Regions from separate parts of the Mus musculus genome. Here all the other regions are linked to region 2. Evidence: chromatin contacts called from public ChIA-PET, Hi-C, HiChIP or PLAC-seq and promoter capture Hi-C data. All regions are on one chromosome and are shown on one strand. The core of a region is the stretch at or near the end of the contact, and the rest is flanking DNA. Distances in the headings are between cores, read along the strand shown.

Evidence for each region. Promoter capture Hi-C pulls out the DNA fragments that hold promoters and counts their contacts. Hi-C and Micro-C count contacts between places; a contact is called where the count stands out from the background. ChIA-PET counts read pairs in DNA pulled down with a chosen protein or histone mark. HiChIP or PLAC-seq counts read pairs in DNA pulled down with a chosen protein or histone mark.
Region 1: an H3K4me3 HiChIP or PLAC-seq map of intestinal villus epithelium shows a contact between it and region 2, with 6 read pairs. The contact joins the promoter of Dennd3 here to the promoter of Ago2 in region 2. A contact is called at or near these places in 1 of 15 datasets of contacts at CTCF or cohesin (the NIH/3T3 cell line), 4 of 484 Hi-C or Micro-C datasets (CD4 T cells, LSK cells and embryonic stem cells) and 8 of 115 datasets of contacts at active chromatin or transcription factors (the SCID.adh cell line, bone marrow-derived dendritic cells, embryonic stem cells and 4 more).
Region 3: a contact with region 2 is called in an RNA polymerase II ChIA-PET map of memory CD8 T cells, with 17 read pairs. The contact joins the promoter of Slc45a4 here to the promoter of Ago2 in region 2. A contact is called at or near these places in 1 of 484 Hi-C or Micro-C datasets (uterus) and 1 of 115 datasets of contacts at active chromatin or transcription factors (memory CD8 T cells).
Region 4: a promoter capture Hi-C map of trophoblast stem cells shows a contact between it and region 2, with 4 times the contacts expected there. The contact joins the enhancer-like site here to the promoter of Ago2 in region 2. A contact is called at or near these places in 11 of 39 promoter capture datasets (the 3T3-L1 cell line, the C10 cell line, embryonic stem cells and 5 more), 7 of 484 Hi-C or Micro-C datasets (the HL-1 cell line, the N1E-115 cell line, embryonic stem cells and 1 more) and 9 of 115 datasets of contacts at active chromatin or transcription factors (the NIH/3T3 cell line, T-cell acute lymphoblastic leukemia, embryonic forebrain and 5 more).
Region 5: a contact with region 2 is called in a Hi-C map of centroblasts, with 2.4 times the contacts expected there. The contact joins the enhancer-like site here to the promoter of Ago2 in region 2. A contact is called at or near these places in 7 of 39 promoter capture datasets (the 3T3-L1 cell line, the C10 cell line, embryonic stem cells and 4 more), 8 of 484 Hi-C or Micro-C datasets (B cells, the N1E-115 cell line, centroblasts and 2 more) and 8 of 115 datasets of contacts at active chromatin or transcription factors (the 230-238 cell line, DN3 thymocytes, the SCID.adh cell line and 5 more).
Region 6: a contact with region 2 is called in a Hi-C map of neutrophils, with 4 times the contacts expected there. The contact joins the enhancer-like site here to the promoter of Ago2 in region 2. A contact is called at or near these places in 5 of 39 promoter capture datasets (the 3T3-L1 cell line, embryonic stem cells, hematopoietic stem and progenitor cells and 2 more), 2 of 484 Hi-C or Micro-C datasets (bone marrow-derived macrophages and neutrophils) and 3 of 115 datasets of contacts at active chromatin or transcription factors (embryonic forebrain, embryonic stem cells and stem cell-derived neural progenitor cells).
Region 7: a Hi-C map of cortical neurons shows a contact between it and region 2, with 4 times the contacts expected there. The contact joins the enhancer-like site here to the promoter of Ago2 in region 2. A contact is called at or near these places in 6 of 39 promoter capture datasets (3T3-L1-derived adipocytes, the C10 cell line, hippocampal neurons and 2 more), 1 of 15 datasets of contacts at CTCF or cohesin (CD8 T cells), 33 of 484 Hi-C or Micro-C datasets (the C2C12 cell line, CD4 T cells, the G1E-ER4 cell line and 24 more) and 9 of 115 datasets of contacts at active chromatin or transcription factors (astrocytes, bone marrow-derived macrophages, embryonic forebrain and 5 more).

The regions. Positions count from the first base shown.
Region 1 is chr15:73,510,458-73,514,382 of GRCm38.p6, reverse strand. It overlaps Dennd3 (DENN/MADD domain containing 3), which reads right to left and starts at 1,823. Exons shown (of 23, transcript NM_001081066.1): 1 at 1,536-1,823. The coding sequence starts at 1,637.
Region 2 is chr15:73,183,480-73,187,273 of GRCm38.p6, reverse strand. It overlaps Ago2 (argonaute RISC catalytic subunit 2), which reads left to right and starts at 2,327. Exons shown (of 19, transcript NM_153178.4): 1 at 2,327-2,513. The coding sequence starts at 2,492.
Region 3 is chr15:73,622,818-73,626,430 of GRCm38.p6, reverse strand. Slc45a4 (solute carrier family 45, member 4) reads left to right here and starts at 1,687. Exons shown (of 8, transcript NM_001033219.4): 1 at 1,687-2,105.
Region 4 is chr15:73,559,438-73,562,974 of GRCm38.p6, reverse strand. It overlaps Dennd3 (DENN/MADD domain containing 3), which reads right to left. Exons shown (of 23, transcript NM_001081066.1): 17 at 543-650. Among named protein-coding and RNA genes, the nearest start is that of Dennd3, 49 kb to the right of the region's middle. Within about 2 kb of position 1,829, at least 27 of the 459 cell types and tissues checked have an H3K27ac peak or open chromatin away from gene starts, as enhancers often do. A contact at or near this core is called in trophoblast stem cells, where this site is marked.
Region 5 is chr15:72,864,043-72,867,999 of GRCm38.p6, reverse strand. All of the region lies in intron 16 of Trappc9 (trafficking protein particle complex 9), which reads left to right. Among named protein-coding and RNA genes, the nearest start is that of Gm41343, 34 kb to the right of the region's middle. Within about 2 kb of position 2,314, at least 86 of the 459 cell types and tissues checked have an H3K27ac peak or open chromatin away from gene starts, as enhancers often do. A contact at or near this core is called in the 230-238 cell line, B cells, the N1E-115 cell line and 7 more, where this site is marked.
Region 6 is chr15:72,835,078-72,838,874 of GRCm38.p6, reverse strand. All of the region lies in intron 16 of Trappc9 (trafficking protein particle complex 9), which reads left to right. It overlaps Gm41343 (a long non-coding RNA gene), which reads right to left. Exons shown (of 3, transcript XR_001781663.2): 1 at 1-3,797. Among named protein-coding and RNA genes, the nearest start is that of Gm41343, 5.2 kb to the right of the region's middle. Within about 2 kb of position 1,829, at least 53 of the 459 cell types and tissues checked have an H3K27ac peak or open chromatin away from gene starts, as enhancers often do. A contact at or near this core is called in bone marrow-derived macrophages, hematopoietic stem and progenitor cells and neutrophils, where this site is marked.
Region 7 is chr15:72,796,353-72,800,234 of GRCm38.p6, reverse strand. All of the region lies in intron 16 of Trappc9 (trafficking protein particle complex 9), which reads left to right. Among named protein-coding and RNA genes, the nearest start is that of Peg13, 12 kb to the left of the region's middle. Within about 2 kb of position 2,109, at least 8 of the 459 cell types and tissues checked have an H3K27ac peak or open chromatin away from gene starts, as enhancers often do. A contact at or near this core is called in rod photoreceptor, where this site is marked.

The DNA.
Region 1 (3,925 bases), core at 574-3,073, 330 kb before region 2:
AAAATGAAATTATTCTAAAGTTTTAGTCCATCTCTAACTCTCCTTTCCCCCCTAATCCTGGACTGTTTTTTTTTTCTCCCCTCTCTTTGAAATTCCTAGCAGAGCACACAATGAGGCAAACTAGCCTGAAACTCCCCCCTCTCACCTGGGAGGTGCCACCGACTGCCTAATTCGGGAAAGTACCACTCTGAATCCCCCAGTTGACTAAGCCGGTTCTCAAAAATCATGCCTCACACCCAACAGGCAAGAACCATACTGCAAGACCCAGGGCACAAAGACACGGACAGATGCCCAGAGAGACCACAGTGAAACCAGGCCATTTCCGATTCTAAGAAGAAAAAAAAAAAAAAAAGGCAGTGCTGTTTGGTAAGTTAGAGGCACAAAGACAATGGAGGACACACTGGCATTTATAAGGGACATCAGAGAAGTGACAAATCATTTTCATAGGGACAAGGGCCATTTACTGGTCACATTCACTTAGGGAAGAAACTATCTAGGCTTTTTATTTTAATTTTTTTAGATTTATTTATTATCATATGTAAGTTCACTGTAGCTGTCTTTAGACACACGGAAGAGAGCAACATATCTCATTATGGATGATTGTTAGCCACCATGTGGTTGCTGGGATTTGAACTCAGGACCTTAGAAAGAGCAGTCAGTGCTCTTACCCGGGGAGCCACCTCACCAGCCCAAACTATCTAGGCTTTAACACTCATTCGGCTACTTTTACTGACGGTTAACTTTTCTTGTTTTGTCTCCACTACTCATCACATCGATATGCAACACTCAGATGATCTCTCCAGACACTTAACGGGATACTAGGGAAATCGCTGAGAAAATGGCAGTTCCCAATTATGCCGGGTTCAAAAGAAAAATTGAAGCACCAATGGATTGGGAGAAAACAACCTGGGTTCCAGAATAAAAAAACGAAAGAAAACACAGCGCAGAAATCAGGAGTATGAGATGTTCAGACGCCGCTGCTGTCTTTCCAGAGACAGGGAGCTGAATCTATCTTTGGTTCCTAGGCACAGACGGAGAGAAGGGAGGGACTGCACAGCAAGTGAAGAAAATGGCTATGCAGCAAGCTCGACTAAAAGTGGAATATTCAAAGCTGGTGGTTGACTCTAACACCTGAAACCTCACTATTCGGCACGGAGTACAGAACCCATCACTTAGGCAGTGAAGGGAACCATTTAGTCGCTACTGGGAGAGGATCTTGTCTAGTTGCCCGTGAACTCAGCAGATCCCCGCTGGGCCAGCACCTCGCCCCACATCCTGAGTGTGGAGGAACGCTTCAGTGCACAGAAGCCGGTCTGTACCACCACAAGCACCAAGTCCAAGCCGGCCGGTCCCGGAGGGAGGAAAGGCCAGCCGCCAGTTGCCCTATGAGCTGTGCTCATCCCTCACAGCTGGGACCTGACCCTGAGGCTTTGGCGCCGCAGCGGTGCGTAGCCTCTGAAGCCAGCCACACTCAAACCTGGCTGGCACCTCTCTGTCTCCCCCACCCCAACTCAGTTTCCCCTCTAACCCCTTACCTGCTCCAGGCCGCGGAGGCTGTCTTGAGAGGCGCCCAGCAGCGCGCACAACTCCAGCAGCCCCGAGGGCAGCGACAGGTGTCGCGCCGCGGGCTCCGCCATGACCTTCCCGCCACCCGCCTAGCACACTGCGCTCCGAGCCCTCGATTGTCGGGCCGGGGTGACGCGACTCAGAGGGCGCCGGCGCCCACAACCCAGACCCCAGCGGAGCACCCCTGCCCAAGCCTCCCCGCCTCTCTTGGGCTGGTTGCCAGCCAGCCGCGTCCGCGGAATGGGCGGGGCCTACGAGCAAATAGGAGGGGCGTGGCCTGTGTGTGTGTGTGGGGGGGGGGGGGGTCCGGTGTGGACGGGACCTAGGAGGCGGGGCCTGGATAGCGTGAACGAGCCTGGTCTGTGATTTGGCAGGGGCAGGACTTCTATGGAGGCGTGTCTGGCCGGACCTGCGTGGGTGTGGCCTCTTCGGGGTGGGAAGAAGGGGGTGCGGGCGGACTCTGCCGCCACACAAGCTCAGTCATTTCCTAAGCCCCTCTGCGGGTTTGGCCCCTCCTCCTGTCCCCCGGAATACGGAAGGAATGGGCGGCATCCCCAGGTGACCAGCCACGTCATCCAGCCCCGGAGGCTCTTCTCCAGAGGTCCACGCCCGCCCTCCCCCCCCCCCCAACAAGTAAGGGACAAAGGCCTGGTCTCCTGCCACCTCCAGGAAGCTCTCTTGTGCCAGGACGGGAAGTAGACCCTGTGGGTACCTGGAAGAACCGTCGGGAAGGGAGTGTGAAGATCCACTCCTGATGAGTAGCTTCACGGTTGACTGCAGGCCTCTGCAAGAACCTCGGTTAAATTTAGCATGAAATGGGCAAGGTGGAAGACCAATGAACTTTTCCAGGAATTATATATTATATATTAAAAAACAAAAACACTGAAGGAATGATCACTAGTAGCGTCAAATATTTGTCAAAACATCAGCCTAGAGTGACTAAACAAGTCTTGGGAGCAAAACCTGGGTAGGCTGGCTGGGGTAGGGGTGGGGAGCAGGACTCAGAAGCAGCCTAGCCAGCCTGTAGGCTGCCTGACCTCTGCAGCCCTCATCCCTTGTCCAGGAACCCAAAGGACGTGTTAATGTCACTGATATTAAAGTTTTATACCTGCTTATCTGACTCTTGCATTAGCTCATCTGAGATGGCCTCAGCTAGGCACAGACCTGAGCGGAGCAAGCCTCATAGGGATCCATCACAGACCGTGGGCCACTCTGTAAGCAATCAGAATCTTAATCAAAATCTACTGTGTCAACTATGTGTGTATATGGGCAGACCTAGCATCTATTGGCCTCTACTTCCTGTTTGTGGAATGTCCTGTGGAATGGAGGCCAGGACATTCAGTTGGCAGGGACCCTGTAAGGCTCAGGGTAGAGCAGATCTTATATCTGCTCTGTTCCTGACTGAGGTGGAAAGTCCACAGCCAGGCTCCAGAGTTCATCTTCTGTAAGCCTCCCTGTGCCAGAAAGTCCAGCCACATAATCTCCCAGGCTTCCTGGTTCTGTGCTTTTTAAATTAAATCCCCATAGGACTAGTGGTTTGCTTCTGTAATTGTAACAATTTGAAAGTGGGCAGAGGATCATAAAGGAATTTCAGGCCAGTACAGGCTACACAGCAGAAATAGATAAATAAAAGTCCCCATGACCCATGCTGCAGGTACTTTCCAAGTAAGTACCCACAAGAAACCTACCATGGGCCTAGGGTTTGTGGTCAAGCATGTACTTGCTTAGCATGTACCAGAGCCACAAGAGTCCTCTTCTGTTCCCAGGTACCTCAGAACATGCAGATTATGGAACTATACTGTGCACAAACAGATCTGGAAATGGCCTAGAAGTGGCATTAAGAAACTCCAATCACAGCTAGGTGGCAACGGTGCACACACCCTGTACTGGCTGGTTTTGTGTCAACTTGACACAGGCTGGAGTTATCACAGAGAAAGGAGCTTCAGTTGAGGAAATGCCTCCATGAGATCCAGCTGTAAGGCGTTTTCTCAATTAGTGATCAAGGGGGAAAGGCCCCTTGTGGGTGGGACCATCTCTGGGCTGGTAGTGTTGGGTTCTATAAGAAAGCAGGCTGAGCAAGCCAGGGGAAGCAAGCCAGTAAAGAACATCCCTCCATGGCTTCTGCATCAGCTCCTGCTTCCTGACCTGCTTGAGTTCCAGTCCTGACTTCCTTGGTGATAAGCAGCAGTATGGAAGTGTAAGCCGAATAAACCCTTTCCTCCCCAACTTGCTTCTTGGTCATGATGTTTGTGCAGGAATAGAAACTCTGACTAAGACACACCCTTAATCCAGCATTTGGGAGGCAGAGGCAGAGGCAGGTGAATCTCTGACTTTGAGGCCAGCCTGGTTCACAGATCAA
Region 2 (3,794 bases), core at 1,078-3,577:
CTCTGCAGGTGGGGTATGGGGGAAGAGGTGGATCGGGAATGAAATTGTCAGAGGGAGCGATGGTGTCCTTGGCTTGGGCTGTGGGTCTGCAGATCTTTGGATGGTGCATCAGCGCAGGGGAGGATGGCTGTACCCTGGAAAAGGGCACTCTGAATGCTAGTGCTGAGTGGCTGGATGTGAGCCCGGGACTTAACTGGGCACTGAGCTGTGGAAGGAGGCCGACAGGAAGCAATGGCATCCTTCCACCAGCAGAGGGCAGTGTTGTGTCTCAGCAGAGACACAATCCAGCCTTCCTGAGATAATCCTGCCTGGAAACAAAAGTTTCCCAGCCTCCATCCTACCGCAGAGCCTGCAGCTTTTCTCCCAGGTCCTAGTGTTACGCTGTCAAGCAGGCTCTGTGGGCCTCGGAGGGAAACATGGCTCCTGGAACGGTATGCTGCAATCGCAGGTATCCAAGGGGCTGCTCCACACGGCCCTTCCTGCTAGACGGACACCGTAGCTACTACTTAGCTGTTTTTAGGCATCTCTGAGCTACTTTAATTTTGCTTGTTTGGGATCTTCTCCCTCCCTCCCTCCCTTAGAGGCAGGGACTCCTATACTGCCTCAGCCTTCTGGAAGCAGAGCTGGATGCATGGGAACCCTCACAATAATGGGAGTCACACCGCCAGGCTGATGTTGGCCTGTTGGCTCAGGGCCAAGCACACCGCTGCACTTAGCAACACTGACTGGATCCCATCTGCAGACACACTCTACTGTCTTTCTCACTCCACTCTAGAGGGAGCGCGCACGGTGTCCATCTTCGCTGTGATCCCTGTGATGAGCAGCAAGGCCCACAGTACCCAGGCTTCCCTGTGCTCAGAAACACGTGTGTAATCATGCGCAGAGATATATATATATTTTTGGTGGCGTTGAACCCAGGGCTTCTTGATGCCTGGCAATTTACCTACTTCATGTTCCCCAAAACGACTTCATGACTTTGGGGGTAGGATGTCAGTGCTGGGAGCAGACCCAACGTCAGTGCTCCACTGCTGAGTGAAGTCTAACACCGCCTCCCGCCGAACACCACCTCCCCCCCCCCCCCACCTCACCGCATCCCCATTAGTTCTGTGTTACCCTGACTGGTTCTGAGCCAAGATGACTCCTGAGTTCAGCAAATCCTGTCTCCATCCCTAAAGTACCAAAGTATTGGTACCGCAAGGGCTAGGTATGATTGATTACCCATTTGTGTCAATCACTTGGGAGAGGGGTGGGGGCAAGTCTTTCTTCTATGTATCCTAGACTAGATTTACGGTTGCCATCCGCCTCCCTCGACTTCTGGCTAGCTGGAATGGCAGCCCTGCAATGCTGTGTCTAGTTTCCTCCTCCTCCTCCTTTATTGGAAGGAGAGCTGCTTTTCTTGTTCCTGGGACTATCTTTGAGCACTACACAGAATATGGAGCCTACCCCGATCCTGGGGTCCCTGCAGTAGGACCCTGTTTGTCTTTGGCCTGGGTTCTCAGTATGGGCTTTGAAGACATTGCAAAGCCTGCAGGGCGAGGCAGGAGCTGACACACCCGCCTCTTCTATAGAAAGGTTCCAGAGGCAGCTGGACAGGACTAGGAGCACACGCCAGCAACAAGTGAAGAAGGGACATACGTGCACAGAGCATGCTGGTCTAGCAGGCCTCAGAGCAGAACTTGGGGGCTCGGAGGCCAGAAAGCGGGAAGCCCCGACCAGATCTGCTCCCTGACAGCTGATAAAATTTAATCCTGAACTTGCTGGGCTTCCTTGGTGCTTTGCTAGGATTATCTAGGTTGTGGAGTCGCGCCGGGAGGTGGCGGTGTGGTCACGCGCACGGGTCTGGCCGCGTCCAAGTTCAAGCTCTGGGTGGGGAGCTAGCTTCCCGTCGCCGTTTCGTTAATAACTTAAAGAGCCAGGCCGAGGTGCAGGGGCGGGTGCGTGGCGGGACGCGGCCGAGGCTCTGCCACTCGGCGCGGGAGGACTCCGACTCTGGTCGCAGTGCCGGGCTGGCCGCGCCCGGAAACCAGACGTCGCCTCGCTCGGCCGCAGGGAAGGTCTCGGCTCGCGTGCCCTGGGTCGCTTCTGGGGTCCCTCATTCAGGGCAAGCACGCGGGGGGCCGCCACAGCGAGTCCCCCCCCCCCCATCCCGCCGGCGCGCGCCGCCTCCAGCCTCCTCCCCTGCCCCCCTCTCTCCCTGCCACCTTCCCTCCTCCCCGCCTCCTCCCTCCCCGCTGTCCCCTCCTTCCCTCCCTCCCCGCCGTCCCCTCCCTCGTCGTCCCTCTCGCCCCTCCTCCTCCCCTCCCTCCTCCCGCTCCCCTCCCCCTCCGCTCCCGCCGCCTCCGCCCGCCGCCCCGGCCGCGTCGGGTAAACCTGTTCTGCGAGGCGGCCGCGCCGGGGCGGATCGAGCGGCCGGCGGCTCCTCGCGGCTCGCGGCGTCGGGGCCCGTGGAGCGCGCGGCCGGCCCTCGGCCGCGGCCCTCGGCAACGCCACCATGTACTCGGGAGCCGGCCCCGGTGAGTCCGCGCGGCGCCCGGCACTCGTGCCGCGGCGGTTGGCGGTTGGCGGGCGGGGCAGGCGAGGGCGGCGGGGCCTGTGGGGCCGCGGCGTAGCCTCGGGGCGGCCGGGCAGGGCCTCGGGGCCGGGAGGCCCAGTGCACCCGAGCAGCGCCACCGGGACGTGTGCGGGGGCCCAGGCTCGGCCTGCAACGGGTCTCCGTCCTCCCGCAGCGCTCCTCCCGCCGTTCCCGAGCGCATAGCTGTGGGGCCCAGCACGGCGGGCCTGGGGCGGGGAGCTGGACGGGTCGGGAACCGAACCACGGGGCCCCGGGACCGCGATCGGTCGCTTGGACGCAGTTTCACGCCGGGCAGCCGCCCTCCCCATTCAAGTGCTAATCGCCCTGCGATTTCCTAGCGGAGCGGGTGGCCGCCGTGGCACCCCTTTCCCACCAGCGTGCCCGTTTCTCTGGAAAAGTTCCAGAAAACTTAAAAACACGGACGCATTTCCCCACCCCGCTCCTGGAGCCGAGCGGAGGGCGGTTTACTCGCGGGGTTGAGAAAACAAGTGTTGGGGAGGCTTTTTCGCCTTCTCCCGCCAGGCACGTGGCTCCATTTCCCGGCTGCCCCGCCGCTTGCTCGGGCTCAGCCTGCACCCCTTTGTCCGCCAGGCTGTACTTGGCGCCCGCGGGCCCTCCCTGCTGCCCACCTGACCTAGTGGTTCGGCCCTGGGGCCTCCCCAGACTTCTTCACTGTGGGGTCTGGAAGCCTCCCAGATCCTCCCGGGTTCCCTATGGTGCCTGCTCCGGAGCCTAGTGCGCCTCCGCTCCTGATGTCACAGGGCTCCTCGAATGCCCACTGACCAACTTGTAAATGCGTTAAAAGGCTTCCCAACGATTTGAAGACCCTTTTAACCTTGCGCTTGGGAGGTGCCCGGGTCCTAGGGACAGATGTTGGGGCCTGGAGGTCCCTGCGAAATGGCCAGCGGCAGCCTCCTGCCAGATTGGGAACCCCCCCCCCACCCCCACCCCCCAGCTCAGCGCTGTGGAGGAACCCAGCAAATCTTAGCTCCAAATTTGTACGTTTTCCCAATGTGTCAATTTCTAGTGACTTCCTCGGGGACGAGGCCAGGCTTTCGTCAATTTCGCGTGTTGATTGATCCCTTCAGCTTGCCACAGTGGGTCTTTCTTGAAGACGCTGGACAGTGGAGGCTCAGAGAGGTTTAACATCCGGGAGCCAGCAAGCATTAGGGCAACCTGTTTGAGCACTCCCCTCTAGAAGTGGTTCCCAGTCCCTTTGACC
Region 3 (3,613 bases), core at 438-2,937, 440 kb before region 2:
ATCTGATCTGCCTTGGTTGGTGACTTTCAGGACCAGGTGAACTCACCTGTCAGCAGGGTTGGGGCTGTGAAACAGCACTGCCTGGGAAGATTGCTGAGGTGCGACCATGTACTCTCCCTAAACTTCTTTGGAGGAAAAAGTGAGGTGCACTGAGAGTTTACAGTGTGGGTCCTTCTCCTGGGCCTCGCCTTAGTGGGTGGTTCTTGCTCTCTTCTGGCAAGATGTCCTGCTGTCTGAGGAGATTGTCTGACCTGCTGGAGCCCATGCTGTTCTTAGGATCCTGCTCTGCTCAAGCCGTTGCTAAGTTTCTCAATAGTCAGGGATGGAATCCAACTTGAGCAGGGCAAACCATGGAGACACTGGGATGTTTCCAGTTGACACTGCACTGATAATTCATTTGGTGGCTTCCACCTGAGGTGTAGTAGGTTTGCAGAGAATGGTTGAGGTTCGTGTTGGGGAAGGCCACAGTGGGTGACTCCAACCCTTCTCTTCCCCATGGGCTCTGGCCTTTTTGCAGGGACCAGGAGCCAATACAGGTCCTGGGTGTTTCTGTGGCTTTTGAAAAATAAGGGTTAATTGGCTAGTACTTTTATTTTCTAGATTGAAAATAGTTTGAATAAGTTGGGTATGATAGCACACACCTGTATTCCTAGGGCAGCTAAGACCAAAGGAATATTATTTTTTATGTGTATGAGTATTTTCCTGTGTGTACCCCTGTGCACCACATGTATGTCTGGTGCTCAAGGAGACAGTGAGCCTCTAACACAGATACTGGGAGTCCGACCCGGGTCCTCTGCAAGAACAACAAGTGCTCTTAACCACTGAGCCAGCTCTCCAGCCCCTAGTTTAATTTATTTTCTAATTTGGATTTTTTTGAGAAAAGGTTTCTGTGTGTAGGTAGCCCTGGCTGTCCTGGACCTCAGATCTGCCTGCCTCTGCCTTCTGAGTGATGGGATTAAAAGGCCTGTGCCACCACTACTGGGCAATCTAGTTAAACAGAGTTCTGCATCTATGGAGGCCAGGATCCCCTTAAATGGATTTACAAGCGGTTGTGTATCGCCTGATGTGGGTGCTAAGAACAAACCTGGGTCCTCTGCAAGTGTTCCTAACTGCTGAGCCATCTCTCCAGGCCTATGTTGGGTTTTTAGACAGGATCTCTTCCTAACCTATGTGGTCCTGGAACTCACTGTAAGTCACATTGTTCTAGAACCCGTGGGATTCTCCAAGTGCTGGAAATATGGGTGTGTGCTGTCATGCCCTTCCCGCCCCTGAATCTTTTAAGGGTCTGCATGTGTTTGTGGGCTTGTACAATGACCACTTCCTACCTTGATCTGCTTTAAATGCCTGCACTTGAGGCTACCTCTCGGACCAAGTGTCTAAGGACAAGGTTGGAGCCCCATTAGAGGTCCTCTGATGCTGAGGGTCATGGCTTTTCAGAACACTCACCAAACCGAGTCATTTATTGTTCCCTTGTCATCAGTTCCAGCAGAAATTGGGAAGAAGAGAAGCTGAGTTCTGACCTGTCCTCCTAGAGGCTGGAGGTGGTAGCAGAGATGTGGGCATCTGGCACAGTGGTGTCATAGTGGGCTGCCTCTTGTTGGAATTAGGAATCTCCCCTTATGCCTTTGTGACTCTAGGTACTGTCCACAACTTGATCTTTAGTTAGAAATTGATTTAGACTCCCCCAGTGTGTAGTGGACACCTTAGCCAACTGTGTATTCAGCTACAGAAGATCCACTGGATCTCTGTCCTTTACCTCTGCCCTTGCTGATGATCTGTCCCAACTCCTGGAGGCCATGTCTGGAATAGAAACCATGGGATGGGAGCCCGCTCCCTGGCCCTGGGAATGTGGAGGTGCACTGCGAACCCTTGCTGAAGCTTGTCATTTGGCCTTTAGAGGGTTTTTGGTGAGAAGACTGAAAATTTAATGCTTTAAATGTCCTGGCTGAGAAGAGCAGACACTTGGGGCAGCTGCAGAGATTGTTCCTTGACCACAGCCTGTTTAGCTGTGTTCCCTGCCTTAGGAGTGAGTCCCGTGCTGTATGTGCTGCAGTTTCCTTGTGTCTTCTGTTGGCCTGTGCGCCTGAGCACTGCTTATATAACAGGTAGGTGTGTGTCCTGGAGAAGCAGTGTGTAATGGAGGCAGTGGCTTATGCCTCAGTGGGATGCAGCTCACACAGGCGTTACCAAAGACTACTCTGCAGACTGTATACCTAGAAGTACCCTGCAGATCTCTGCGCATGGGGGATAGGCTCTGGCTTTGGAGGAGGGCCAATGCTCATCTCTGCATTGGGGCACCTAATCTGTGTATGGCTCCTTGGAGAGGCCTTTCTTGTTGCCATGCATGACTCACTTTACTGGTAGTGTGAAGAGTCCATAGTGATAGCCCTATATAGCAAAGGAGGGAGGAGTTATTGGAGCATCTTTGAAAGGTGAGGGAGGCCCAGGGGGGCCCAGTCCTGAGATGGCTATCCTTTTGGAACAGGTGGACCCTGAGCTTTGTTGTGAGCTTCAGAGGCCCTTCTGCACAGGCCTCTGCTAGCTATCCCTCTGCACACATTGATAGATCACTTAGTTGTGTGGGAGCATGCAGGCTCTACACACCACAGTGGGCCTGGAGTGGACGTTTCTAGGTGGTGGGCACCACGGAGACAGAGGAACATTGAGATGAAGAGGAGATGAAAAGTGCCTCAGCCTCTGTCTGCAGGACTAAGGGACACAGGCTGACTGGTTAAGGGATTAGGTTTTTATCCCCAGGCGAATTCTATTCGAACCAAGTAAACAGCATAGAGTTACTTACCTTGGGCCACTTGCCAAACTGGAAATATCTTGGATCTGGTGCTCTTTTCTTTGGGTTGCTGTTGACTGTGGAAGATTTTGACCCTATTCCATTTCGGAGTAGGGAAGAACAACTTATTTTTCAGAACGGCAAATAAGGAAAAGAATGAAAGTATCTTAGAGTGTCTGTTTCCAGCCATCTCCTGGGAGGAACGCTTTTATAGACACCAGGCAGCCTTGCCAGCTGTGGCTAACTTTCCGTCCATAGTGTGCCTCAAGGAGAAGGCCAGGGCTGTCCTTGCCCCTACAGCTCTGGCCTGCCTCTCTCGTGTTCTGCCTGGGCCCCCTGCCATGGGGCAGGCCTTGGTGTTCTTCGTTCTGGCTTTCCTGCAGTTTGTTTGTAAGAATGTTGTGGTCAGAGGTCAGCATGGTGCTGAATGTGCCCTTGAAAGGCAGTTGACAAATCATCCTTTGGATCCATGTTAAAGTGGGTTTGTATTGGTAAGGTCTGTGTGAAAGCATCCTAGCTCTGACCTGTAGCATCCACACAGGACATGCTCAAGTTGTATGATCTGCCCTAGACTTCCTGTGGAAGACGTCACACCAGTTCTCTGGTGTGCTGCCAGCCATCCCTGCAACTCTGTCCTCAGTGGCAGAAAACTGAGCAGCCAAAGCCCTAAGTGTCTCCTAGGATAGCTGACAAAGGCCCCAGAGTGCAGTCTCACTCTCACACCTCCTGGTTTGCCCTCCTGCAGACTTGTCTTCAATGGCTGACTGCTGCTCTGGCAGCAAGGCCTGCCCCACTGCTGCCCACCTGGAAGGAATCTGGAGTGAG
Region 4 (3,537 bases), core at 580-3,079, 380 kb before region 2:
TAGCCCTCTGCCCTATGGTTACACAACCATTTGCCAACAGCATCCTCCTCAACCAAAGACAAGAGCAACACATAGCACCTGAAATGTCCCATACCATAGAGGGCAGGGGACGAGTGAGTATTCCGGTCTCCACCAAAGTCATTGCCCAGGTATAAGGTGCCCCACGGACAGGAGGGCAGAGTGGCCATAAGAGTTTTGCCCTTGTGGGTCAGGACCCTGTCCTATAGACAGAAAGCACCCTCGCTGTTTCTTTTTTTTTTTTTTTTTTAGAATTTAGACTGACCAATTCAGAGTCTGCCATTTATTTATTTATTTTTTTCGAGACAGGGTTTCTCTGTGTAGCCCTGGCTGTCCTGGAACTCACTTTGTAGACCAGGCTGGCCTCGAACTCAGAAATCCGCCTGCCTCTGCCTCCCAAGTGCTGGGATTAAAGGCGTTCGCCACCACGCCCGGCCCTCGCTGTTTCTAGAAGGGGGTTTCCCCTTGCCGCTGCCAGGCTGACCTCCAACCCAAGTCTAGACAGTTCATCCCAACCAAGATACCTGGAGTATACAGCAGGACTTCAATGGCTTGGGGAGCGGTCTCTCCGGCTGAAGGGTTAATCTTGTGTTTTAGGGTCTCCGAGGTTGTCTTTGGGACCGCCATGGGTGCTGAAACACAGGCACGAGAGTTGGGTTACCCGGTTCAAGGATAGAGGGACAGCAAGTAAAGCTTGCCTGTTAGTTTACTGTAAAATCGTACACGGCCTCAAGAGGGCGCTCTTGGAAAAACTGTTATGGAGAGTAGCATTGGAGGTGGCCCCTGGTGTGCACACCACAGGACGTGTGTGGAAATCAGAGAAGCACTAGTGGAAGTCAGTTCTCTCCTTCAGCCACGCGGATCTCAGAAACTGAGCTCAGGCCACCAGGCTTGGCAGCGAGTGCCTTTACCTAGTTAGCCAGCTTGCCAGCTTGAGGTCGCATTCATCTGTGAATGGACACTTAGTCTAGTTACATGACCAAGACACCACACTTGCACCTCTTTCTGCACAATCAAACACATTTCCAGACAGCGCTAAAACTGCCTTCCCTGGAGGTTTCTGAGACCACCTGCCAGATTGAATGGCCTTCCCACTAACCCTGAGGCACTTCCTCCTGTCCCCTGGATCCCCTGCACTGCAGTAGAGGCTATGCCTTAGGGACTCACTGGTGGCCTTTCACTTCTGATGTGATTGCTATTGTCCTCATTTTTCAAAAGAAACAACCAAGTCCTGTTCCTTGCTTGTAGAAGAACAGCAACCTGCCAGTCACTAGGCCTCCAGCATGGCTCCTGGGTTCCAACAATGCAGGAAGTGATGGCCGGACCCTCTGCCACTGCCTCTCCACCTGCTGCCTCAGGTGACTGACTCGGGTCCTTTCATTTGTATATTTATAGACCTGCCATCACAGGTGGACTCCATGTTTCCAAATTAAGCTTGGGATCTCATGTCGTGAGTCCTCACTTTGTTAAGCCATGCATTAGAAGGTATTTCTGGATTTGCTAAAACCAGGATCAGGAATTCGTCGTGCTGTGACCTGAGCTCGGATGGCTCCTCCTGCGTCCTGGGAACAAGGTGATGATGACAGATTGTGTGCTGGGTGTTACTATGGCAACTCTGTAAACTGTTTACAGAGGCCATGAACTGCTGTCACCGAGGAGGAGTACATTTAAAGTTGTATAAACAGCTGAAGTGTACTGTTTATTTGAGTTTACTCTCATCTGAGCACAGGAGCAGTTCTGTTGAGACCCAAAACTGTTAGAGCTCCCAGAGGGCTCAATGGGTCTCCAGGCAACCTGGGGACACCTGAGCCTCCTGGCTTCTGTCCCAGCTCAGGAACAGGTTCTATGACCAGAAAGCATCAGGGCCACACAGTCAGTGACACAGATTACAAAGGGAAAGGTGAAGCTAAGCCAAGGTGTCATTTTCTAATTCTTGGACAGCTGTTTGTAAAACCTGACTGCACACCCAAGACAGATGAAATGACACACACTTCACAGACATTCACAGCAGCCTTCCTTTGTTAGACAGAAGGCAGATCCAACTTAAGTGTCCACTACAGATGAAGGGTAGAGAGTATGTAATGCTGCCAAACAACACAGTACCGTAGCCACTAAAGAAATGAAGGACTGTCAACCCAGAGTTTGTCTTGCCTACAAGATGTGCAGGGATAAAGATGGAGCAGAGATCGAGGGAGCAGCCAAACAATGACTACCCCAACCTGAGACCCATCCCATGTGACCGAGTTAACCCCTGACACTATAATGATACTCTGCTCTGCTTGCAGACAGGAGCGTAGCCTAACTGTCTCCTGCGAGGCTTCATCCAACATCTGATGGGAACAGATGCAGAGACCCACACCAGAAATCAGGCAGAGCTTGGGGTGTCTTGTGGAAGAGTGGGGGATAGAAGTGAGCAAGCTGGAGGGGTCAAGGACACCACAAGAAGATCCAGAGTCAACTAACCAGCGACCATGGCAGCTCACAGAGCCTGAGCCACCAACCAGGGAGCACGCAGGAGCTGGACCTAGGCCCCCTACACATCTGTAGCAAAGGTGCAGCTTGATGTTCAGATGGTTGCCCTAACAAGTGGAATGGGGCTATCTCAGTCTCAGTTCCCTGCCACTGGATCCCCTTGCCCTACCTGGACTGCCTGGTTAGGCCTCAGTGGGAGAGGATGTGCCTAGACCTGCTGGGACTAGATGCCCCAGGGTGGGTGGTACCCAAGGGAGCGCTCCCCTTCCCTGCAGAGAAGGAGAGGGGACAACAGGGGAGGGATTTGTAAAGGTGGGACTGGGACAAGAGGAGGGAAGTAGGCTGTAATCAGGATATGAAGTGAATTACAAATAAAATAAAAACAAAGAAAGAAATGGGTTATATATATGCTTGCTTGCTGTATGAGTATGGGGACCCATGGTAAGCCAGGAGCCGGGTGGGGTGAGCCCCTGCAACTCCTGTTCCTATGGCTCGACAGAGGGCAGAGACAGCAGACTCCCTAGAAGCTTGTGGGCCAACTGGCCTGGTGTACACAGCAGTAAGTGACAAAAGTGACAGGGCCCCACCTGAAGCCAGGCGGAAGGTGAGGACCAACACCTGCATGAACACTCACCGTGGCACGCGTACATCCACTCACAAACAGCACACCTCACCATCAATACATTTTCCTTAAGGGAAAGGGCCAGCACAAGCCTCCTCACGGAGGCACTGAGGAAACACTGGGCTGAGTGAAAGGGTGGAGTCAGGAAGGCTCCTGGGTACGGGAGACACCCTGGACAGATGAGATCACGGTGATAGTGAACCAACAGGCCATCAGGGGCACAGAAGGAGGTGCTGAGCAGTGTGGGGGTTCCTCTTGCAGAGCGTGAGTGTGTCAGCCATCACAGGGATGGTGGCACTGCCCTTCAAGTACCCTAAACCTAGGAAGTCACAGCTTAAAGGGGTCCAGAACAAGAGTGATATCTCAGTATCAACAGGACCTGGATAGTGTGGCAGAGATCCCTACTTCACCAACCTGTGCTCCAA
Region 5 (3,957 bases), core at 1,065-3,564, 320 kb after region 2:
GGCGATTAGACATCTCTTTTCCTTCTACCTGTCTGACATCACTGAGCCTGCTGCCTCCTGGATGACCACCTGGCTTTCTTTCCTTCTTTTATGCATGGGCCTAGTCCCTCCTTCCTTCCTTGTTCCCAGGGTCCTGGGTCACCTGCTCCCAGGTTCATTTTGAACAGGTCCCTCCTGTGAACCCTTCTCTTCAGTTTTTGTTTTTTTTTCCTTTCTATTCCTAGCTCTGTACCATGACTGGGGATATAATCCCAGGGAGTTCATACGTCAAGGAGGAAAGACTCTTACATTGACATTCTGATTTTTCACCTCACAGACTGAGAGGAAGGATATGTTTGCAGCAGGAAGCTTTCTTGTAAGTGCTAATTAAAAGCTGGGGTCATTGTCCTTGCTATGGGTATCTGCTGGCCCCCTCAGGAATGGAGCCATTAGCCTGAAGCACACTCGGGGGTTCATTCTGGTCTGTGCTCTATCTTGTCTACTAGACAACAAGATGGGGACTCATCACTTGAGGTTTCTGTTCTAACCACGCTGGTCCCCAGTCAGCATGCATGAGTGAAGGTGGCTTTCACAATGGAGACCCATGGTGTGTCCACCAAGACTTCCAGGGAAGAGCGAGCCTACGCTGCAGGCACTGGGGTTGCACAGAGAAGCAACCAAAACAAGATAAGCTGCAGAAGGGGAGTGGTCTGGTCAGATGCTGTGGTGGTGAGCACTGGTCCAGGAGAAGCAGGAGACGCGGTACGAGGCTACGGCAGTGGACGACAAGGGCATCAGGGGAGCAGAGAACGCAGTTTCCAGGCAGGTCACTTTTGTGGATGCTGAAGCTGTTACCAAAGGTCACGTTAACTCAGGAAATTCTTTCCACTCCCCAGACTTTGCTTTCCTCATCCGTCAGATGAGAATAGTAGAAGCGTTCATGCCCAGACTTGAAGCACTGGAGACTACTTCCAGCACTCAGTTCATACTGTACTCACACTTACAATGTGACCTGAAGGCTGCCACCAGGGCCAGACTGACGGAGGCTTTGTAGTCTTCACGCCCCAGAATTACGGTTGCACTTACAGCAGACTGCAGGGAGGAGACTGGAACCTGCTGTTGGGAAAGCTGAGACAAGACATGAACTTGAACTTTGTGCTTGGAATGGTTTGGAGTGGGGCAGAAGAAGGTTGTGGCAATGTGATTGACAGGTCTTAGGGACCATTAGGCCAAGGCAGGGGAGATTCTGTTTTCATCTGGTGGCTCTGGAGGGCGGGGCATGGTGGATGTGCTCATTCTGCAGCTGTCTGCAGCTGCCGTGCTACCCAGGCAGGTCTTAGAGGGCAGTGGCTGCTGTCTAAATGAGTGTGAGCCAGAAGTAGACATAGAACTGCTATCCTTGATAAGGGAAGTTTCCCTAAACTGAGGCAGCCACTCAAAGGAGACTCTGGAACAGGAAACGGGGCTACTGCTGCAATTTTGCTGACCCCTGTATCGGAGGACTTGCAAAGATGCTTGGGAGAGACCAAAGACGAAAAAGACATTACAGAAAGCAAAGGACAGTCCGTAGAAACAGCACAATCTAGGGAGGGGAACGTGTAAAGAGTTTGCTGAATTTACCAGTGTGGTATTTTATGACCTGACCGGGTTACTAGAAGTTTCATAGGCAAAAGACGCTTTATGTGTTGAATGGTCACCGGGATGAAGAAGCTAAGCACGAAGCAAAGCCACTCACTGAAGTTTGGTTTCGAAAGTTAGGAGAGGGGAGTTTTAGAAGTGTGTGGCTGAGTCCCCGTCGTCGCTGCTGCTTGGAGCCTCTGGCTCACGAGCCCTGCGCCCTGAGATGTGCATGTGAGGTAACTGTGCTGCCACAGACCTTGATGAGGGATATTTAAAGGGTGCGTCCTCCCTCACTTCTCCATTTGTTGTGTTCATTAAGAATTTAAGTTAGCTGCTCTGCTTTTTGTTAAGGTATTTTTAGTTTCTCAAAATTTCTTTGCACTTGTTAATTAATCCTAAAATTAATCCTACGTCCTCTTTTTTTACTCACCCCCACCCCCACCCTGCCGTAATTTCCAAGTCAGCTCTCTTTTTGCCTGTTTCTTCTTGACCCAGAGTTAATAGGTTTTTGCACCAACCTTCTCCATTCTGAGAGGTCTGAATTGGTAATTATAATCTGAGTGCCCCCTTCTCCAATCCTTGAAAGGAGATTTATTGAAGGCGGGGCCATAATGACTAACGGCAAAGCTTGGTGCATTCTGTATAGATAGCCAGACCCATCTGGTTTTCAGGACTCAGACAAGTCCCTTGGGGTTGACTTTCATTTAAGCATTTGCTGTCCCCGCATCCTGCCGCCCACATCCTTCCTGCCGTTTCCCCCCCAGCAAAGCCACCGCTCATTTGGTGCTTGATTTGGTGCTAAAATGGCATCCGATGAGGCTTAGAGTCTGCAGGGTGGTAGAGAGGCAGCAACACCCAGAGGGTCTGACACCCACGAGCTGGGGCTGCTTCCTCTCCACTGTGGGCACTGGAAGAGAGTGGAGCCATCAGCCCAAGCTAGGAAGGCAGCCACTGTGAGACAGGCCACTCCTTTGTGCTGTAAGGAGACACTCAGGCAAATCTGAGTAAGACATGATGATTCTGTGTGAAGATGTTATAGTGAAACCCATGATTTTGTATGTTAACTAAAAATATTTTAAGAGTTGGATAAAATTCTGGAGACATTGTGGTTACAATACCCATAATACCAGATTTACCCATCACCACATTTAAGTGTGCAGCCAAGTGGCATGAAATGGTCATACTGCACTGTGGGTGCCATTGCTGTCTCTTGCAGAACTCCATTATATTAAACACCCTCCCCATTTAATTATTTTGTAATGATAGTGCACTACAATGTAGCCTCTGATTCTTACTCATTCATTAAATATTCATTGACTGCCTACCTATTAAGGACTGGACTTAGCTCTGGGAATGCAAATCAAGTGAGTTAGGGACTATCTTTAAGGAACTGAGACTCTGGCAAGGAGTACAGCAGTGAAGATTCACTACCAGCCTCTGTCAGGGTTCTTGGGACAGCACAGAAGCAGAGCAGCTGGTCCCCTGGGGAGCCCAGAGGAGCCATGTGACTGGGGATCAGATGCATGTATAGAGAGGTGCAGTGGGCCATGGCTGTCTCTGCAGGGTTCATTTGATTTTTCTTAACACAGGAAACTGGAAATTTGCACTGTTGTGTTTCCTCTGGATCCTGCTGGTCCAGTACAGCGCCGTGTGGTACAAGTGTGTGTCTAACGAGAGAGGTTGCAGCTCACTGCAGATAGGTGGTGTTGTGGCCTAGCTGCTATCCTTGTGGTGTGCATAGGATTGGGGTGTGGCTCAGTCCAGAGAAGGCACATCACCCAACGCCTTTACCTCAGATTCGAGGATGCCAGGCTTAGATGTCAGGAAGGCCTTCTAGGCTCTGTGTGTGTGGTTGCTGTGACCATCATGGCAGCCTATCCCATGATGTGTGCACTGTTTCTGTGTTTCTTCGTGCTTCCTCTCCTCCTCTCTCTGTCCTTCTGAGGCTTAACCTTGCCCGGTTCAGATCGCTGTGTCTAGTGTGGCTATATATGGCCCCACTGAATGATGTTGCATTTCGGACAGTGAGGACCCGAGAGCAGATTGCCTACTGCTCTTTAGCCTTGTCATCTAAGGCAAGCCACGTGATCTCTTTGCGCTACAGCTTCTGTGGGTCAGGACCAGATCGGATTTCCCTCGCTGCTGTGTAAGCAGAGGTAGCATATGCAAAGTGCCTAAGCTCTGGCTTAGTTCTGAGGGGAGGACAGAGTTGTTCAGGTTCATGCTTTGCTTGAGATACAAGGTTCCTGCACTGTGCAGCTGGTCAGCCATTAGCCAGGAGATAAGCCATCGGCACCTCTGCTCCTCAGCTTCCTCCTCTATGAGTCAGGGATAGTAAGAGCTGCACCTGACAGAGCC
Region 6 (3,797 bases), core at 580-3,079, 350 kb after region 2:
CCTCAGCCTCACTCTCCTCCCCCCACCTGTCTCTTCCCATCCTCCCCCCCCTCCCCCCACCTGCCACTTTTCTCATCTTTGTGATCAAACTCCTTACAAAGAACAGCTTATAAGGAAGGGGGAGAGAGGAGGTATTATGGCTTACATCTTGAGGTACTATGATTCATCATGAGGAGAACGACATGGTGGCTGTTGGTTCAGTGCAGTAGGGGCATGAAGCTGCCTGCTCACATCTCAGCCAACCAGGAAGCAGTGGAAGGGACCGCTATGCTCAGCTGGCTTTCTTCCCCATGGCCCTTCCCCATGCTCAGCCTGGAACTTCAGCTCATCAGATGGGGCCAGTCACATTAGAGTGGGTCTTCCCTCCTCAGTCAGTCCTCCCTGAAAATGCCCTCACAGACAGAGTCACAGATGTGCCTCAGGATGGTCTAGTTGTTTCTTCATCCAGTCATGTTGAAAGTGAAGATGAACAGCCTCTGACTGCAGGACTGACCCATTCAGGCAAAGGCTGGGAAACTTGCTAAGTGAACTCACATGGTTGGGTGTTAGCATGTCCCTTAGAGGTCGAGGAGGGGCATTGCCTTCAGCTGACATAATCTCCACAAAAATCAATCTATTTGGCAGAGCAACAAAGAATCTAGAAGAGGAGCCTTCTTCTTCCTCCTTCTTCTTCTTCTTTTTTTTAATTAGATATTTCTTTATTTACATTTCAAATGTTTTCCCCTTTCCAGCTCTCCCCTTTGTAATCTTTCTATCCCATCTTCCTTCCCCCTGCCTCTCTGAGGGTGCTCCATCCCCACTCCTGTCTTCCCTCCTTGGTGTTCCCCTACACTACAGCACTGCACACCCTCAGGCCCAAGGGCCTCTCAGGAGGAGCCTTTTAATGGGAGTCTAAGGGACTGTGAAGTTGCTTCCTCAAGGAGCCAGCCTGTGTGTGTGTTGTGTGTGTGTGTCCTGAGTGCTGACCTTTTCTTAGTACACACTGATTCATTATCAGAAGGCCTTAGCCAAGTCAGGGCAGGTGGACAGAATATTTGCAGGCAGGCAGGCTCAGCCTCAGAGCTAAGCCTGCCATTTACTGACTAAGTCAAACTGACCCCTTGGGCAATTCACATGCATCTTGAGCCTCAATTTCCTCTTGTGTAAAGTATAGCACCGGTTAATCCCTGCCTCTGCCTCGAAGGATTGTTTTATAGATCTGTGGGACAGGAGCATAATGGATAGTCAATTAGCACGGCTTCCTTTCTACCCTCTCAAAGAAATGGACATGCTTCCCCTGGACTTGCAGGGCAAAATAGGGAACAATATCTGCTCTGGCCTTTGTCCCCACAGAGGTCTTTAGCCTGCACAACAGCCTCTTCCCCCATAGCCAGTCACCCCATGGTCTCTGTGGGCACCAGCATCTCTGTGGTTAGCCTGATAGTCCAGGGCTGCAGGGCTATCAATTTATTTATTTATCTGTGAAAATCCAGGTGGATCCCCCCCCACTTCTCCATAATTAAAGAAGTCACTCATTGGTTGCCATGGTGCCAAGCAGTCTTGATTGACAGGTACCATGGTGACCCTGTGAAGGAAGTGGTGAATGAAGGAAGGGCCTAAAGAAAGGAAGGCAATGCTTCCTGCTTTTGGTGTTAACAATAACAACAATTAAAATCAATTGTGAATCTTTACTCTTGTGTAAGTCATTGTCTGCACCGTCTTTGTTTTGGGCTGAAAAGCCAATTTAGCATTTCTTTGTGAATCATTTTGGTGAGTCACGTAGATACTATCTTTGCTTGTTGGCTAATAACTCACCCTTTAAAAGTTACAACATCACTTCCACTTTCATAATAGAGGTGACTTTAGGTCTTGGAATTTATGACTTCAGCTTAATACTGTTTTGGCTCCTATAGACTTGGGACCTTAATTTTGGCAAGAACCTGGTCCATCAGCCAGTGCAGACTCATGAACTGGGGTTGCATTTATTATTATAGTTTGTAGACTCTTACTGCATCATTTCTGTGGGAATGCCTCTTCTGGCTATGACAAATGCTTCTTGGGACAGGAATCCCTTTAAAACCAAGAGCATCCTTTAGATGATGTGTTGAATGTGAGCTGAAGGTGGGGGATGTAGGTTGGTTGGTAGGTTGAGTGCCCAGCTTGCATGAAACCTTGGGACTGATCCCCAATACTGCATAATCTAGATATTATGGTATGAGCCTGTAATCCCAGCAGTCGGGAGGCAGAGGCAGGAGGATGAGCATCTCCAGATCATCCTTAGCAACATGGTGAGTTCGAGGCTAGCTTGGTCTTCATAAGAAGCTGTCTCAAAAATACATAAAAAGGTGCAAATGTCTTCCTGAGTTTATGTGTGTCCAGTGATATACCCACCTTTTTAAAATCAATTACTCCATCAAGGAGGCTCAAGATTCTAGTTTATCTTACTCACCGAGTGTGTATGGAACACCCATGCATCCCAGATGAAAGCTGTGCTGCCAGGGACCGGGGAGGGGCTATGCACTAAACATGACTTTTTCTTTTGAGGCACTCATTGCCTGACTAGGAGAACCAATGAGACACTCTGTGACAGAATCTAGAATCAATTGGGAGACAAGCCTCTTAGCATGCTTGTGAGCTATTACAGTGATTACATTAATTGACATGGGAAGGCCTGTCCACTGTGGGCGACCCCATTCCCTGGCTGGGATCCTGGATGGTGTGAATGGAGAAAGAGCGGAACAGCAGAAGCACTCATCACTTTTTGCTTCCTGACTGCAGATGTCACGTGACCAGCTGCTTCCAGCTCCTGCTGCCTCTGTTTTCCTACCACACTAAACTGTATCTTGAATTGTGAGTAGAATAAACCTTTCTTCTCAAGTTGTTTTTATTTGAGTACTTATTATAGTAATAGGAAAAAAGACCAAGACACCAGCACTGTAATTCTCAGACAAATAGGGAGAGCAGCCCTGACTCTTTGGTTACAAATAAAAATAAGGTGAGTCTAAATGCTAGTTTCATGTAGATGTGGCTGTGGATGCTGGAAGGGTCTGAGTCCTACCATGCCCTGCTGTGTCAGGGGACCTAGAGTGGCATCCAGTATCATCTGAGAAATACCCTCTGAATGTTAAGTCTCATGGTCCCTGGTTGTGTGACATGTTAGCTGTCACTCAAAGAGCCAGGGTCACCACTGCATATGTGAGGGAGATTCCCATTGGTACACTCTTGGGTGACTAGGACTCCCCTCCATGTCCTTGCTGCTGATGGCCGATGGGGAACCTCACTAAAGCTGGCCAGACTTTCCCTGAGTCCGCTCTGGCAGAAAACTCCGTCCTAATTAAATGTTTCTTTCCACATAAAATTCCACAGTGCCTTAACTCAAATTAGAAAGCCACTGTTTTGACAGATGATGTCATTTAATTTTAGGATCATTGTGCTTCTGGTATTCAACTGCAGATTAAATTGGACCCCATCTTGAAGCTTTTGTGTGTTTTGAAGTATTACGTTTCTGCAAATATCATGATGGGTGTGTGGATCCCCTTTGTGCTGAGAGGGTCCTAGATGTGGGCGGTGATGGTGCTGGCTAACCATTTGGCTGCTTTGTAACCTGGCTGCTGCAATGGCGCTGTTTCTTCCCATGTGTCTGATGTCCACAGACAGACTTTGTCAAGTGTGTCAGAGGAGCCTACCATTGGCCTCTTCTCCCTTGACTTGAACTCCAGTAGAGACTCCCAAACAGCCTAAAGCAGCTGCCATTTCTCTCCTTCCTCTTCTCCTCATTCCTGCATTGCAACTGAGAGTCCTTGCCACTGTCTCTGTAC
Region 7 (3,882 bases), core at 860-3,359, 390 kb after region 2:
CCTCACACTTCTGGCGGGAAGGTGACTTACTGCATCCACTGTGGAAAAGCTAACAATAGAACTACTTTATGATCCAGCAGTCCTCCTGCTGGGTGCACTCCCAAAGGGAGTGAGAGTGGTTCATGGTGGAGATGCCTGCACGCCTGTGCTGAGTGCAGCGCTGTTCACAAAGGCCTGAATGTTCCTCACAGGATAAACAGGGTGAATGCTCTGTGTCATATGTACACAACGGGATACCATGCAGCTACAGAAGAGGGTGTAATCCTGACATGTGTGGTAGGATGGGCCACTGTGTAGCACGTGACACTGTGTCATGTGAAAGCAGTCAGGCACAGAATGACAAATACTGTACCATCTTACTCAGACATGGATCCTAATGAAGTCGATCTCACAAACTGTGGTGGCCAGGGCACAGGAGTAAACTGATACCTGGGAGATTACAATGAGGAGGAATGAGTCTCAAAACAGGGTTGACGTTGCTAAGAATAATGCAGTGCCTCCCAGCAGTCAGGAGGAGGGCCGGAAGTCCACTGCAGCGGGAACCCAAGGTCAGGTGCCTCATCCCTGACTGACTGTTGCCGAGTGTTGATGTGAATCCAAACAATGTCCTGTATGTTCTTGTTGTTATATGTGTATTATTGTTATTATGTATGTGCTATTATTGTATGCCTATCAAAAATAATTTAAAAATACAAACCCTGGAGAAAGACCAACAGAAGTACCCAGAGACAGTGGTTATGTTGGCCACAGACAGCATGAATGAGAGCATGATCAGCAGAGGAGCACTTCTCCCAATTCAACGCTACTCCATACACGTATTTAAATAAAATACGGTCTATATATGAGTGTGAGTGCCTGTCAGAGGCATTGGGTCCTCCTTGGATGAGGCTACAGTTGGTTATAAGCAGCCTGAGCTGAGGGCTGAGAACTAAACTTCAGAACTGGAGTCCTCTGCAGGAACAGTATGACCTTTTAACCATCTTAACTCTACCCCCTGCCTAATTAATTCTTGTTAGGAAAAACAAACGTGCTGTGCCCCCCCCCCCCCATCCTCCCTTCTCTCTCTCCCCTCCACCTCATTTTGTCTCTGCTAAATTTTATGGCATTGGTGATTTCATGATTTCACAAGATCTCTGGCCTCGTGAAGAGGTGCTCCCGGCCTGCCCTTGGCATATCCATTTGTTCCCAAGGTGGCTTGACTTTCTGAGTGTGTGAATCTTACTGTAACTGGAATTTGTAGAGAAAAAAGGCTGTAGCAGTCCCAACAGGCTAGACTTGGTCGCCTCTTCTAATAGGTCAATTAAAGATGCAAATGATGGTGATAGGCAGAGAGATATATTGAGTGTGGTCACATTGGGTGGTCCAGTGATCCTAAGTCTGTGTTTGTGGTGTGAACATGAACTTTTGGTTGAATCAGAGGAGTGAGGTCACAAGGCAGGAGGTGCTTATTAACATGAAGCAACAGTCCCCACTCATGCATGTTTCAGGTCAGGTCCTGAGACCTGTGTGACGTCCTTAGTGCTGATTGTGCAAACTGGTCCTCAAGAGGTGATTGCTTCTGTCCTCCAGTGTACCCTTGCCCTGTGGACAGCTGTGCCCCCCCCCCGCCCCCCCCCCCCGGAGGTAGTCTGTCCTTTGAGGCTGTGTGACTGCAGGTTTTGGACAGTGATGTTAGTTAGCTTTGTGCCTTCAGCCTGCAAGGTAAGCAGTTGACCCAAAGTAAAGAAGACAGACAAAATAGGTGGAGACCAAGCTGTGATCCTATGTGCCTGAGTGAGGAGTGTCATTTCCTAGCAAACATAGCCTCTAAGTGCCTGTTCAATTATCATTAAGAGTACTTTTGTTTGAAGGTGGCTGCCTGTTAGGGGACAAATTCCTACATTTCCTATATAACAAGGCAGTCACTAAATACTAACTGGGTGACCTGCTGTGTCAGGTTTTAAAGCATCGCGCATAGAACAGGATGTTCAAGACAAACAGAATTCTGCAAGCACAGACTTACAGCTTAGTGGGAGAGGGAAAGTGATGGAGCAAACAGGAAAGTGATTGCTGAGTACAGCTCTTCTAGGAAGAGAAGTAGGCGTGTAGCACTGTGAGGCACAGGTTAGTTCAAATAGGACAGATGAGCATAAACCTCGCAGGCAGAAATGACAGCCCAGGCATTACATGGGTCCTAGGTTCTCCAAGAGCTGGGAAGTCAGAGCCTGGGTTATTGGGGATGTCACAGTAGACCCCGAATGGTGTGCTTGATCTTGAGTCTGTGTAGTGATGCTGTGGGTGGAAAGAGAAGGGTGGAATTGTCCAGCCAGGGGACATGAGGGGGACAGATGGAGAACAATGGGCACCTCCCATAGGCCATGTAGGCTGGGCCTGGAGAAAAGATAGTGCAGTAGTTTGAGAAGAAGCCACTGTGGAAACAGAGAACCAGGCAGAGGTCTACTGAAGGCTCAGGAAGAAAAGCCAAATGAGCTACTGTTGGCTGTGTGCACAAGCACCTTGTTGGGTGGCTATGGGGGAAGTACACAGGAGCCCCCCAGCTCTAGAACAGTGGTTCTTAACCTTCAGGGGTCGAACATCCCTGTCACAGTGTCAGGTATCAGAACTTCTGCATGTCAGATATTTACGGTACAATTCACAACAGGAGCAAAATTTCAGTTACGAAGTAGCAATAAAAATAATTTTATGGTTGGGGTCACCACAATATGAGGAAGTGTATTAAAGGGTCACAACAGTAGGAAGTTTGAGAACCACTTCTCTAGAGGGTTCCACAGCAAAGAACAGAGAAGCTTTGGCTGGAGGGAGGTGGATGGGAAGAGGACCGTATGCATCATGTGGGCAAAGGGTATGTGGGAACGCTGGGAGCCAGCTTTGGGAGGTCACAGCGGAAGTTGGACCTAAGAGCTTCATGGCTTCTGTTGACTTTGCCTAGAAGGTTCCAAGGGTTGGCCTCAGCTCTTTATATCCCCACCGGCTCTCTCTGTCTTTATCCTCATGTTCTGATCTTTCTGTAGGTCTGCATGTCTCCCACCTGTGCCACACACCTCCATGAGACACGGCCTTAGCTAGCTGTGTTTCCAGTTCATCTGTATTTTCTTAGAGGGAAGGTGTGCTAGCCCTCAGGCTGCCTCATGCTTCAGGTGGGGAAACCCAAGTCCATCCTCTCAGCAATGTATATGGGAACCTGGCCATCTTCAGCCTTACTTCTTTTCTACTGTCTTCCCCTTCTATAAGGTGTCAATGATTCCAAGGGGAGGGGAAGGCAGGGTTGGATGTGTGAATTACAAGGCCTTGGACTCAGAAGAGAATTCTGTCAGGTTTTGGGGAGGAAGGCTTGCTTTTCACAGTGGATGGAGGAAGGAAGGATAGCCAATATGCTGGAGACAGGTTCTGGCTTTGCCCTGGGGCTCCACATCAGGGTAAGGCCAGTCAGGTACCAGCTCATGGCTGTTCTCAGAGTTATGGAGGAAGACCTGCTTGTGGTCAGCAGTGAGGTCCTTTTCTCTGTAAGTGGCAGTAGGGGCTGGGACAGAACAAGAGCAAGATGCTCACTTTGACATAGAGCAGATGGGTCATGTACTGGAACCTGAAGCCTTACACCCCACCCCCCCACCCCCCCCACTGGCATCCAGAGTGCTCACACTCTGGCCCAGCAACTGTCGCAGCAATTCTTTTCAGAGGAGCATTTAGTGAGTCTCCTTTAAGAAACATGTTCTTCCACATCAGAAAGAGATGTTTTATCCATATGGTCAGCATAGAAAAGGTTTCATTCAATTTGCCTTTTTCACATCAGCTATTCCAAGCTTTTTTTTTTTTCCCCTATAAACAACATTATAAAGAGAACCCAATGTGTGACAGAGTCGTGTGTGGTGTTGCATTGTCAGA